Linked DNA regions of Bactrocera dorsalis: region 2 is linked to region 1. A link is a contact called in public Hi-C data. All regions are on one chromosome and are shown on one strand. Each heading gives the region's core, a stretch centred on a gene start, on an enhancer-like site or on the middle of the called end of the contact. The rest is flanking DNA. Distances are from core to core; before and after follow the strand shown. Region 1 overlaps LOC105232401. Region 2 overlaps LOC105232401.

Region 1 (6,866 bases), core at 1,160-3,659:
TTAAAAAGCGCAAAAGAGTGTAAATAAATGAGTGAGTTGTTGTAGTCAAGTAGAAGTTGATGCAAAAGTGGCAAGACAGTAGAGTTTAAGTAAAGAAAATAGTGGGAAAAATAGTATGGAGAAATGGAATGGCCTAAATAATTGTGGTCCTATTCAACAGTGAAGAGAAGATGCATTTGGTGTTATATTTTAACAAGAAGTCTGACTCTGTGAAAAATCTGTCGAAAATCGATTCATAGTTACTCTGAACGGATTCTGGGAACAAAAATTTAAACCAATACTGCTTTCCAGAAACACAAACCTAGATCATATTTAGCTTTATTTAAACTATAAATTCGAACACCGTCCTAGGATAGGTTATCTTAGGTTAAGTACGGTTATATGGCTGATGGAAAAAGAAGATCGAACATTATGCTTAGACATTTGTGAAGATAGAGACCGTTAATTAGTTTTGAAGTTTCGATAAAGTGCCGTGTACTCATTACATATCTGTGTACAAATCTTCTTACGCATTTAATATCTCTTTCCGCGAGCTCTACTGGTTTTGAAATCTAAGTTATTTTTGCCTTGATCTCTCAAAAGCATTGAAGTCAATGAGAAAATCTGTAGATATTTCTACCCCGTCTTCTTCTAAGCAGCTTCTGTAACTGGCATCCGGTATGATTTTTTACCTTACCAAGTGGATACCCACAATTAGAGAAATCTTAACCTTGCTGAAGGCGAAAATAGAATATTATGACTGCGCAGGTATCGATAGTTGTCCATCGCTCACCCAGAGAACAATGGAGCTCTGGCCTGTTCCTACTCCAACGACTGCGAAGCTAATGTTGCTCATCGAAGTGTTCTCTACCACAAATCCATTGATTTATGCGATGTGTGTGAAATGGCGTCGTCTTGTTGAAACCAAATGTCGCCGAGGTCACAAGCTTCAATTTTAAGCAAGTCTGTTCAAGATAGTCTGTTATTATGGTGCGATACGTCATCACCGGAAGATGAAGATATATGGACCTACGATTCTGTCGGCCCACAAACCACATAATTAGTTGATGTTTTTGGATGAAATGACAGTTCTTGAATCTCTTTAGGTTGCTTTTTGTCCTGAATGCTTTCAGTTTAAGATTTTCACGTAAAATGTGCCAAGTCGTTCTATGCGAGTTGCTGCAAATGGCGCCGGTTCGAAAGAGTTTTTCTCGAAACTGCTATTTTTAAAGCGTTTGTCAGCATTTACTTAAAACTTTAAATGTAGAAAAAGTTGAAAAATTGTAGAAAAAAACCGAAATTTGTTGAGCAGCAACCAATTTAGGATTTTTCGTTTCAGTTTCGACATTTGTTTGAAAAAGTAGATTTTTTTAAATTTTTCCGTATGATCATCAAGAATCCTTTTATGTCTTGCTTACAGATAATCGCGACGACGAGGTCATGGTATTTTTCCCTCTACTTGAAGAATTTTATGAAATTTTTTTTTTACCTCCTTGAAATCAAACCAGAAGCTAAAACTACCATCAACTGACCTAAGCCTGTAACCATTTCCAGGCGCACAGTCACATGTCATATGTTCCTCCAAGAAAATTTCAAGTAAACAGTTTCCAACTCGCGCTCTACTTGAAAGTACACAAACAGCAATAAAAATAGGCGCAAGTGTGAGCGCATGCATGCGAATCACAGTAAATAATGGCGCAATTGTACTTGGGTGCTTAGATGGAAGGCTCGTTTGATTTTGTAAACCGCCATTAAAACTTGCTGTGTGTGGGGGTGTTTACGGCTCCGTGGCTTTGTGTGCGTGCGTGGGCGCCAGACTACTTCAAATTGCCGGCAACAAGAGGTGAAAACAACTACAAAAGCCATTGTCGCGATGACGGAGCCTTAAAAGCATCATAAACATGAGTATAATTTGTCGTAATAATTTCTATGCAACTCTGAGCACTTGTGAGTGTAATTATATATATACCTTCATATATACATGTGTATGTTTGCGTGAATGTGCAAAAACACGGCATGTGGTCAGCGTTGGTGAAAGGGCAAAGGGGCAAATTGTGGGTGTGGATGGGCCTCCGCTTTAGCTATATGTGCATGTGTGCCTTTGTGTGGGAGTGTGGGGCAGTGCGGGTGTGTATGGCTGCGCATAACTCTGCTGTTGCAAGAAGTGCGGCTTTGCTGGTTTTTCCTGCCAGCACTTGGCGCCAAATTAATATTGCAATTTGCAAACAACTACAAAGGCGATTATAAGGCGCAACCAACACTCACACAGACACAAAGAGAGTTGCACTTTCAAACACACACATAGCCGAGTGCATAAATAAAATCCTCTAAGCCAGTGAGACGCGCAAACACAATAAACGTTTATTAGACGCTGCGGCCTGTGTTAAATGGCCAGCTGCACTTGCCAACTTGCAGCAAGTTGCACAAATTAAGCAACCAGTGTTGCACAGGCACACTTCCCAGCCGCCACCGCATATGAGCGTAGTGTGAGCAGTACTTAGACTTGCGCTCGAGCATAACTTGTGGCGGGCAAACGTAACGCTTAGTAGCGCGTTGCCACAATTGCTGCAATTTGGCAGCGTGCAACACAACTTGACGGGGTACTAAATATATTTGGCAAATGCTTTTAGCCAAAATGTCAACAACAGCCATAAATGGTGGTTATGGCATGCAATATTAGTATACGTTTTAATTATTCGTCTTTATGGGGGCGCACACACTTGCGTTTTGTTGTTGTTTTTTTATTTTTTTTTGGTACTCATATGAAAGTGGTGCTTAGACTGTGGAAAGCCCTTCAGAGCACAAATGTTGTACGATTTTTAATCCCAAAACCATTTTTGAAGAGTTTAATCTTTTATTTTGATTTTTCTTAATGTTTTTTTATGAGTTCTTCTTAAACTCTGCATGCCACAACTGTGCAATTTCATCTGGACTTAAAACAGTATAAAGTATAAAGTATACAGCAGGGTGAGCCAAAAACTAGTCAATCACATTCATTGGTTAAAAATAAATGAGAGCTATAATAGCCTTATTTTTTCTTATAACACAAAAGGATAAAAAAATGTCTTTATCTTATTTCTGATGAGTCATTTTGTATGCTGGCTTGATAATATATTAATCCGATCTGAATAATATGCATGGAGATTGTAGCCTTGTATAAGGCAAGTAGTCCGTACCAAATTTCTTGTAGATTTTTTGACAATTAAAAAAGTTTCCATACAAGAATTTGGTGTTGATCATTCAGTTTATATGAAAGCTATATAATATAGTGATCCAATCCAGAAAATTCCTTCATATTTTTTTTTGCGTTTTCTTCAAATCTTCGTCAAACAAAACATTTTCTCATACGAAAGCTTGATTTGGATCGGCCAGTTTATTTGCTAGTGTTCCGATCAGATCAGTATATTCAGAGATTATGGCTTTGCCCTCGGCAATAATGTATGAAAATTTGGGTGGAGATATCTCGTCAAATAAAAAAGATTTCCACACAAGGACTTGATTTTGAACGATCAGTTTGTATGGCAGCTACATTTGTATGTATATGCTAAAGTGGTCCAAACTGTAGATCTGTAGGGTGCCCCATAGTCCTAGGCTATAATCCACGCCAAATGAAAAAGTTTTCTAAACAAGAACTTGACTCCGGAAGTTATATACCGACGGTTCCGATAACACTCTTACACTCCGAAACATTCTTAGTTTAAGGGGTTACATAGGTTTCCTCAGGTAAAACACAGTCTTTTTTCAAAAATTATTATTTTTTACCTAGAAAGTATCTCGTTTAAGTACTAAAGGCAAAGGAAGTGAAAAGAGAATTCAAGGAGTAAGTATGAAAAGGGTGATATCTTGATTTCTTTATGAAAGAGCTTATACCTCTGGATTCTTATTTAGCTTCAGTTTTGAGGGTGATGGCTTTGATTAAGAAAGAGGGACTCAACTCGGAAACTTATATTGGTAGATATTTTGTTTTGTTTGTAAGGATAGAGTGTAATAGGGTAGATAGAGTAAGTAACAGGTCTGGAACTAAAAACAAATTAACCAAATCAGTATTGAAGCCCGATCAGCTTTTTTGTCGTTGAAAATAGTTGGCCAATAGCTCATTTTAGTACTATAAAGTAAAGGGAACATAGAGAAGAATTCAAGGAGTAAGTCTGCAAAGGAGTGACTACTCGAGATTTTTGTAGATTTATGAATGAGCTTAAGTCTCTAGATTCTTATGCAAATCTTTGTTTTGCTGATGACGGCTTTTCGAAAACTTAACCCAAAAACTAAACTTGGTTGTTATTATTTTGGTGCCTTAGTCAGCAAATTAACGAGAATCTTGAGTTCATAGTTTCAGAAAGAAAAAGAAAAATAAATACAGTTAGTTTAGAGTGGTATTAGTGTGATACTAAGTAAAAGAACTCTTTTTGTCATATACAAAAAGCAAATAGCATTGTCTTCTCCACCCTTCCAACTACTCAACTTGTTTGTAACGATCCCACTTGTTGTCATATAAATTCGAATTAGCTTCACAAAATTAATAGTCCATACAGCAGATGTTAGTTATGCGCATAAATTATGTAGAATTATTTTCTCTTTGATAAAACTGTCATTTCAGAGTTGATTTTTGTGGCAAACAATGCCAGCAATTTGAAGCTTCATAATTAGAATGCTATAAAGATCGGAAGGTCGCTGCTCGGCGTGTGCGTGTGTACGTGTGACGGCGAAGTACGACATGTTGGTACATAAGAGCTGCAACAATGCATGACATTAACTACAGTTTGTGGTTAGTTGCAGCAACTGCTAATTTGATTTATCACCCATGTAACAGATGTTGCCGACATATTTACATGTATATTTGTATATGTGTGTGTACAAAGTTGTTAAAAGTTCTAAATAGAAACTTGCTGGCAGTCAGGTGTTCATATGCATGTCTGCATGCAGATTTATGTGTGTGTGTGGTTGTGTATATGCATATGTATGCATGTGTGCAAGCGGTTTAATGCGCGTGTTGCATGCACTTGTACGTAGTACACATTCCTTAACAGTACTTACGTGCCTATTTTAATAAATGCAGACACGATGAAATCGTATGATAAATATTGTATTCAATTCTTTGGTATTTGTAGGAGATATTGTCATATCAATGGTCAGCACCGTTGCTTATATGACCATAATATATTGATAAAAGTTTAAAATATACGGTATTAGTTATAAATAAAATATAAAATCTACACAGAAAAGACTTCAGTTTCGTTAGCATAAAAAATATTGTTAGTGGGGTGTTACCAGATCGGCAAAAAATATTTTTTTTTCGATTAAAATAATTTTCGTTTTAAAGTTCTATGTCATTTCTGCTGCTATATTTTATATATTTTTTATTTTTTTTTTTTAATTCTTTTTTTATTTTTTTTTTTATTTTATTTATTTTCTTTTTAATTTTATTTTTATTTTTATTTATTTTTTTATTAATTTTTTATTTTTAATTTTTCTAACACTCTCATTTTTAAAAGGAACTTATCAATGCAATGCCTTTTTACTGTTATAAATTTTCAAATTAGTAAACAAGCCGGGTCTTTCATTGCACTTATCTCGCATATTATTGCTACATCACGATTACTAAAGCACCATCCAACAACAAAAACAGCATAAACAACTGAAGCGCAAACAATCAATTGCTGAAACTTATGTGGAAGCCCAGTAGGAATTTTGGGTCACTCCAGTAAAACAATAAAAAATTTTGTATTTCTACAGATGCCTTGTAGGAAATCACTGTCTTTCTTAATAAGACAGAAATAAAGGTTAAAGCTAAAATCGAATAATATATAAACAGGATGAGATAACTGCCATTAACTACTCGGAATATTTCTCAAACCGGTTCCCCTCTCGCTGATGATAGAACGGACGTCCCATTGCCCGACTATGAAAAAACTCGAATAGCAATTTCCCGTCTGGAGAATAAAGAGCAACAAATCGAAAGGAGCCGATAAATTGGTGGACGAATTATTCAAATACGACAGCGAAGAACTGATAAGGAGCATACATCAGATTGTTTGTATATATGGTATGTAGTACGAAAGCATGCCCAACGATTGGACTTTAAGTGTGATCTTCTCAATCCAGAAAACGGGAGACGGTTGACCCCACAATCTGGGTCAACTATCATGGGATAAGCCTGCACAACATCGCATATAAGGTTATATCGTGCTTACTGCGTGAAAGATTAAAGCCCCCCGTCAACAAACTGAAACTGACGTGAAAGAGGATCGACACACACCTCTTCTTCGTCGATTTCAAAGCTGTTTTTGACAGCACAAAAAGTTAAGTGTAAACTGACGTTGAGCAATACCTAAAGCTCTGACAGGTTTGGGAAGGACCTCTTCGAGCCGTTCGAACCAAACGAGATTTCAGTCAAGACGACTCCTTATCGTGCGACTTTTTCAATGTATTACTGAAGAAAATAATTCGACTTGGACTTATCTTGGACAAAGTAAAAAATATCAAAGGCATTGCTAAGTGGTCCGATCTGAACAATTTCGTTGAAACTGCTGTATTGTTGCAGACAAGAACCCATGCCAAATCTCATGAAATAAAAAAGTTTTCCAAACAAGCACTGGATTTCGATCGTTCAGTTTGTATGGCAGCTATGTGCTACAGTGACCCGACTTAAGCTGTTTTTGCGGAGATTGTTTTATTGCCTTAGATAATAATTCATACCAAATTTCCTTAAGATATCTTGACAAATAAAATAGCTTCCCAAGATAATATTTGATTCCAAAAGTTCAGTTTGTATGACAGCTATATGCTAATGTGGTCCGATATGGACGATTCCAGCAAATGAGCAGCTTATTGAAGAGAAATAAATGTGTGCAAAATTTCGGTTCGATATTTCAAAAACTGAAGGACTA
Region 2 (6,866 bases), core at 1,429-3,928, 49 kb after region 1:
TATCCACTAAGCTTCACTTGGTGTATATAAAGAAGTATTTTAACATTTTCTAGTTTCGTTTCAATTTCATCCAACCATTTCTTCGATTATAATAATGTTTTGAATACTATGGGTGTCATCGTTTACTGCTTTGAAATTAGTAGATTCTTCAGAAACTTACATGAATATATTACATATATATCAATAATGACACACTAAGCATATACATATAGAGAAGTATCATTTTCTGAAATCGTTTCTTGAATTTAAATGTATATCAAAACTCAAAATGTAGAAATTTAGTTACATTTTATTTTTAATTTTTTTTGGTCGATCCGCAAAAAATTTTCCTGAAATATCTTCGTTTTATCTGGAGGTAAATAAACATATATAACTGTACTATACTCTGCGGTGTGATCTCCACTAGTTGGAATTTGTGGCGTGGGGGATGAAAGTATGGGGCCACTAGTCCAGAGAGGTAGGAGTTCGCTCCAACCAGCTGATGCGGATTTTAATACATATAGTAGAAATTTATTGATCATGCAGAAACCTATAAGACTGTATTATATCTCTGAATTAAAATTTTATTTGTTCTGATCTTAAAAATTCGAACTAAATAAGGACCCTTTGGTGCTTTCGATTAATTTTTTGAAGTTTGTAGATTTTGCAGAAGGCTATATGACTGCATTATATCTCCATAATGACGCATAAAGTGTGCATGAAGAGTTATCTTCAAAGTTTCTGACTTCATTATTATTACCCCAATCATGTCTTTTAGTATATCGTATCACAAGTCAAAACGTAGAAGTTCGTTCATGTGAAGAATATTTTCAGTTTTTCTGACTTTATATGTATATTCAAAGTCCACAAAGAAATATCTGTTTTCTGACTTTGATTAATATTTTGAAGTTTCTAGATTTTCTCTTTGGAGATTTAAGAAATTAAAAGTTGATGCTTCCAATCAGGCAGTTCATTTATCGACCTTTTCTTTTTCGACAAACCAAATTATGATTTTCGATTGTACTATTTTGTTAGATCTACGTGCTATAGGTTTTAAAAAGCATTAGTAGAAGTTTGAAGGCGAGGTAAAGTGAAAAGGCGAACCATCCGCTCCATGTGGACTGGGTTAGGCACCCACCACATAAAAAACGCCCCATATGAAAAGTAAAAAAAACAGCTTCGGATTTGCTGGTAGTGTACGAAGGTAACACAAAATATCTCCTGCCATTAAAGAAACAGTCCTCGCGACCAGCCTTCCTCATCACTGTTGATAGTCATAACTTTGAAGTCGTAGGTAATGTCGTCTATCTTGGGACCAGTATTAACAGCAATAACAATGTCAACCTCGAAATCCAACGCAGAATAGCTCTTGCCAACAGGTGCTACTACGAAGTGAGTAGACAATTGAGAAGTAAAGTCTCTCTCTCGACGAACAAAGGCCAAACTCTACAAGTCATTCCTTATACTCATTGGTCACGGCGAATATCGCAATTGATGGAATGATTAGCTGTATGAGATATACGACGACATTGACATAGTGCCTGTTCTGAGAGTATTCGGTGCAATACCCCCCAATTAGAAACACCAGGTGGAGGACCTGGCTTCGCTGGGAATCTCCAACTGGCGCCACCTTGCGAAAAGAACAAACGACTCGTCCATAACCGCGTAAGCTTGACCTCGAGGTTTCAAAAGGTACTTCGTCAAAATATTCACATTACTAATGATGGTTATGGTTATTGAGTGTTTTTGGTAAATTCTCTTTCTTTACTAACATTTCTAGTAAAGTGGAATTGGAACCACCACGACTGAATCGAAGGTTGCTACATTGCAGAGTAAAGCAGAAGCTCCAAAAAACTGAAAATAGTAATGGAAAACTTCTTATTGCTTTTTCTATCCGCAACCATCTAAAATATATTCGCGGCAGATTATCAACACTGTTCCGTACCACCAAAACTAAATAAATTTTCCTAGAAAAGCGTAATGTATTCACGAAACCAATATCAAGCTCCTAATCAATGTAATTAAAATCAACCAAATTGACACACCAACTTCAAACCAATTCAATTTATCACTAAAGCATGCAATTTGCCATGAATTGAAGCATGGATCATAGAAAACTAACGGAACAAAACTAGACTATGAATCAGAAGACAAGCGCTGCTTAATGGCAACACCGCTTCTGCCGAGACCCTGAACATGCACGATTGAGAGTGTGGCAGAGGCGCCGCAAAGCCTGACACCCAGCTCGTCTGGCCACAACAAATTGAGACAAAATTAAATTAATATGCCATTTAATTGAAATTTAACCACATTTGCATTTATCGATGCAAAATATGCACAAACATAATATATCCGAAGGATAAGCAGACATGTGGACTCACCTACATATGTATACGGTGATGGTAGAGGACACAATTTATACGCATCAAAGGGGATGGGTCACGGAGGAAGTAAGCCATTTCATGTTGGTGACACTCGAGTTAAGCTTGCCATGTGTGTGTGTTTATGTGCAGATGTTAAGTTTGAAAATTGAATATTGTATGCAATAACGTGAAACTTCCTCAATTTCATTAAACACGAAATTTGATTGAAAATTAATGTCCGTACTTACGCGCTGCCGCCCGAAGGCTATAGTGACCGACCAGCAGTGACCAGTCGCGCAATGTGCAGCAGGTGTGGTGAAAATAATGTGATTGGAGCGAGCGCAAGAATAAAGCTGTCAACAACAGTTCATCGCCCGCGGGGTGACGAGATAGCGAATGGTACTCGCACACATATTATATTCGTATGTGATAACGTGATCTTTTTTTCGGGTTTAGCTACGCTGATAAAGAGGAGGTAACTCAATTTGTATGGCTGATTTGGATTTTTGGGGAAATATGTGTTGGTTTTATATGATAGATTTCAGTGAGTCAAAAAATTAAAGGAAATTCAAAAGCTGAGACCGTAAGAGTTATATAAAAATATTTAAAGAATGCAGGATATAAGACTTTCTCAGATTTAATACAAAATAAGGACTGCACAAGGCTTTTCAATAGAGCTGCTGTCAATGTAGGACTATGCCAATGTTGGACAAGTTTTGATTTTCGTACAAAATCCAAAATTATTTTCAATTTTAATCACAATAAGAAAGGGAGGTCTAAGTTTGAGTTTAACAGGAAATTTTAAACTTTAAAAATTTTCAATGATCAAAGTCGAGGTCATATTTTCAAGTGTTTCGGTTCGGCAGAGGTCTACATATTCGATATTTTGGGACTTAAAACTTTTTTAGAGTCCATTTTATATAATTTTAGGGAAGACAACAAACATTGAGGAGTATCCTCATTGGAGGTAGAAAAAGTATTTTCGTATTTTGTCAATAGATGTCGTTGCAGTCGTATATCTCCAGTGCTACCGATCACATTGTGTCATACCATAAGTGTTGGAAAGGTAAACTTCATTGAAGCAAAAAAAAAAATTAAATTCGGGGAAGTTGAAAAAGGTTCCAGCTGTTCAAAAATGAATGAAAATAATAAAGAAATTTACTATATTTTGAAATTTTTAAATAAGTAAGGGAAGAATGCCACTTTAGCCACCAATGAAATATGTAAAGTTTACGGGGACGATGCTGTATCAGTTCGTGTAGCACAACATGTGAAAGATCCACCTCGCTCTGCTCGACCTATAGTTGAAAAAGTCGATGGAGTTATGGAAAAGATTCACCAGGACCATCACATAAGAAGCCATGACATCGCTAAGGAACTTAACATTCATCATCAAAGAGTTTTGAGCTATTTAAAAAAGGCTGGCTACAAAAAGAAGCTCGATGTTTGGGTACCACATGAATTGTTTGTGAAAATTTTAATGGACCGAATTAACACCTGTGATTCTTTGCTGAAATGAAATGAAATCGAACCATTTCTAAAGCGAATAGTAACGGAAAACGAAAGTAGATCAAATACGACAATAATGTGCGAAGAAGATCATAGTCCAAGAGTAGTGAAGCTTAAAAAATTGTAGCATTGACGACTCGAAAGATTATACTGAGTGTTTGGTGGGATTGGAAAGAAATCATCCACTATGAGCTGCTATAGCCTGGTCGAACGATTGATTGTACATTTTACTGTCAACAACTCATGAGATTGAAGCAAGCAATCGAAAAATCGGGCAGAACTGATCAACGGAAAGGGCTTCGACCACACACAACTTTGATGACTCGGCAAAAACTGTGAAACCTTCGTTGGGAAGTTTTGATGCATTCACCATATAGCCATGACCTTGCACCATCGGACTACCATTTGTTTCGGTCAATGCAGAACTCTCTTAATGGAGTAAAGTTGGCTTCAAGAGAAGCCTGTGAAAATTGCTTGTCGCAGTTTTTCGTCGAAAACCCAAACAAGTTTTACACTGATGGAATAATGTCTCTAGCGGAAAAATGGCAAAAATTTGGTTCATTAAAGTTTGTAGTTTTGTAATTAAAAAAAAAAATAAGTTAAAGTTTGATTAGAAATATGAAAATACTTTTCCGACTAAATATATAATATAATACATATATAATATTTGTACTATAAAACGAAGTTATAAATTGTCTTATATGAAAAGTAGGCGCGATTGTAGTCTGATTTCTTCCGTTTTCACACCATAGCATAAGAATATTAAGAAATATTTTGCACCAAATTTGGTTGATACTGGTCGAACAGTTCCTAATACAATAAATTTCATCTAAGAGTGGGTGGTGTTCCAATCACTGTTCAATTTTTACACTGAGTCTTATGCAAGCTTCTCTGGTTCTAAAGCCAATGCTTCTGACGTATTTCTTCAGTGAGTTAATGCCGTTTTACAAGTTTTTAAAATAACGGTTATACAAGGGCGTGTGTATCACTTAATTTCAAGAATTTTTAAATAGTATGTGAAGACGATGATACGACTTTAGGTTATTAAAACAAAATGATACTTACATTCAATTATGCCTTCAGAGCCGTCAAAATCTGGAAAGAGAAACGAACATTGTTTATAAAAACCAATTAAGTAAGTTACAATAAATTTACTAAAACATAATTTTTTCACTTACTAATTCTTTGCACCTAAACTATTTGCATTATTTACAACTCGATTCTATTATTTACCAAAAAGGGTTTTACTCCATTTCCGAAAATTCGAAATTGACAGCCACAGAATTCAATTAAAATCGAAACATGCACGTAGGTGGTCAGCGAAATGCTTTAAATATCCACAGGGTGGAATTTATGACGACATGCCAGCGTACACGACATGCGGAGCTACACATAATGCGCTTCAAAAAAGAAGCGCACAGCAAGAATTATGCTCATATTATGTAAATAATGGTAATTATTGTTACTATCGAGTTTGTTAAGCAGAAATATTGAATGCTGGAAAATAAAGGCACTTAATTACTCATTAAATGACTAACTAATGCTTCCCAACGACTGAGAGGCGAACAAAAATGCCGCGATGTGTGGGATTAAAGCATAAATATAGGCATATAAATGATATATTAAACTCGTGTCAAGTTAGCGAAGCGACGTTAATTTTTTTAGTGTAAAACTTATATTTTATTTTAAACTTCAATCTTATCTTCTTAGTATTGCTTTGAAACCTTTAACTTCCCTTTAGCTACTATCTTCATTTCTTACCTCTTAAAACCATCTATCTTCGCTTCAGCTCATTGACATTTAAAAATTTTGCACAAATTACCCAAAATATCACTTAAACTGTCTATAGAAACTCCCCACTCCTCTAGTGACATTCATATGTGCCTTTGAATTCGTGTGGTTCAACTAAGATGGCAAGGCTCAGCAGCAGTGCAGGTCCTTTGTAGCTGCCAACAGCAGGTGTGCTTCAAAGAGGACTAATAACGTGGTATTCGGATATAGATACCTAAGTGGCACACGCATGCAAACACGTGCAATACACACAAACATACAAGCGCGTTCTCACCGATATTCTTGGCTTGTTTTGCATTGAACGGTGCCTGTCGTGCTGGTTTTGTAACCGGTTGTATTGGCTCACCGGTCAGCGTACAAGCAGGCAGGCAGGCAGGCAGTCGGTCGGTCGGCTGGAACATGTGCGCTGTTCGTTAGCGATAAGGACATTTCCATGTAATCATGGATGAATAATTGGATTTTGAATCTCAGTTGGTGACTGAAATGGTCACATGCTGGCTCCGGCCTATCTGCTGTATAGTTTGTGTATATGTTTTTGCTGCAAGCACATGGCAACGACATGTTTTGTACTTGGACAGCTGTATTGGTGAGCATATGTGAAAGGATGTACACAAATGCTGCTTGACTAGCGATTATAACCCAAATAATATTCACACCGGGAAGTCCATATTAATATTTAGACATTTTCTAAATCTTATTCATTTATTACATTCGAAATGTGGAGATGTGTGTATTAAATATAAAGGGTGTTTTTAGGAGCATGCAATTCCTCTTTTTTTTTGTTCTAGAAAAAAGAGAGACACACTTCCAATGAAGTCATAATTTTACGGTCACCAAAAGTTCGGTGCGATAAAGCAAAAGTGCTGTGCTGTTTCTGATAACAAGTTACTGCAGAGTTTATAACCTATTTTTGTTACAATCGGGAAGCAAAATATAACGAATTATTTGTCTTTGGAGCAGTCTCTCTACAAAATTATGAACCTCCAAAAACGCACCCTATATATAGTGACTATGACAATAACGTTTTGGGCTTAAAAAAGTAATAAATTAGATATCTGTTGTAGGATATAAATAAAGAAAATCTATCTTTATATATTTTTATTTATTTGTTTTTGATCTGCTTCAGTGAAAATTGTTAATAATTTTACCTATAGACCAGGGTTGATATTTTTATAGTAGGATAAACACATTAGAAAAAGAAGATATTTTAATGAAAATAACATG

Evidence for each region. Hi-C and Micro-C count contacts between places; a contact is called where the count stands out from the background.
Region 2: a contact with region 1 is called in a Hi-C map of whole body, with 1.6 times the contacts expected there. The contact joins two enhancer-like sites. A contact is called at or near these places in 2 of 2 Hi-C or Micro-C datasets (both in whole body).

The regions. Positions count from the first base shown.
Region 1 is chr1:4,042,347-4,049,212 of ASM2337382v1, forward strand. The region is part of intron 8 of LOC105232401; the gene reads right to left. Among protein-coding and RNA genes, the nearest start is that of LOC125775848, 11 kb to the left of the region's middle. Within about 2 kb of position 2,410, the one cell type or tissue checked has open chromatin away from gene starts, as enhancers often do.
Region 2 is chr1:4,090,818-4,097,683 of ASM2337382v1, forward strand. It overlaps LOC105232401, which reads right to left. Exons shown (of 9, transcript XM_029552889.2): 4 at 4,917-4,946. Among protein-coding and RNA genes, the nearest start is that of LOC105232400, 16 kb to the right of the region's middle. Within about 2 kb of position 2,679, the one cell type or tissue checked has open chromatin away from gene starts, as enhancers often do.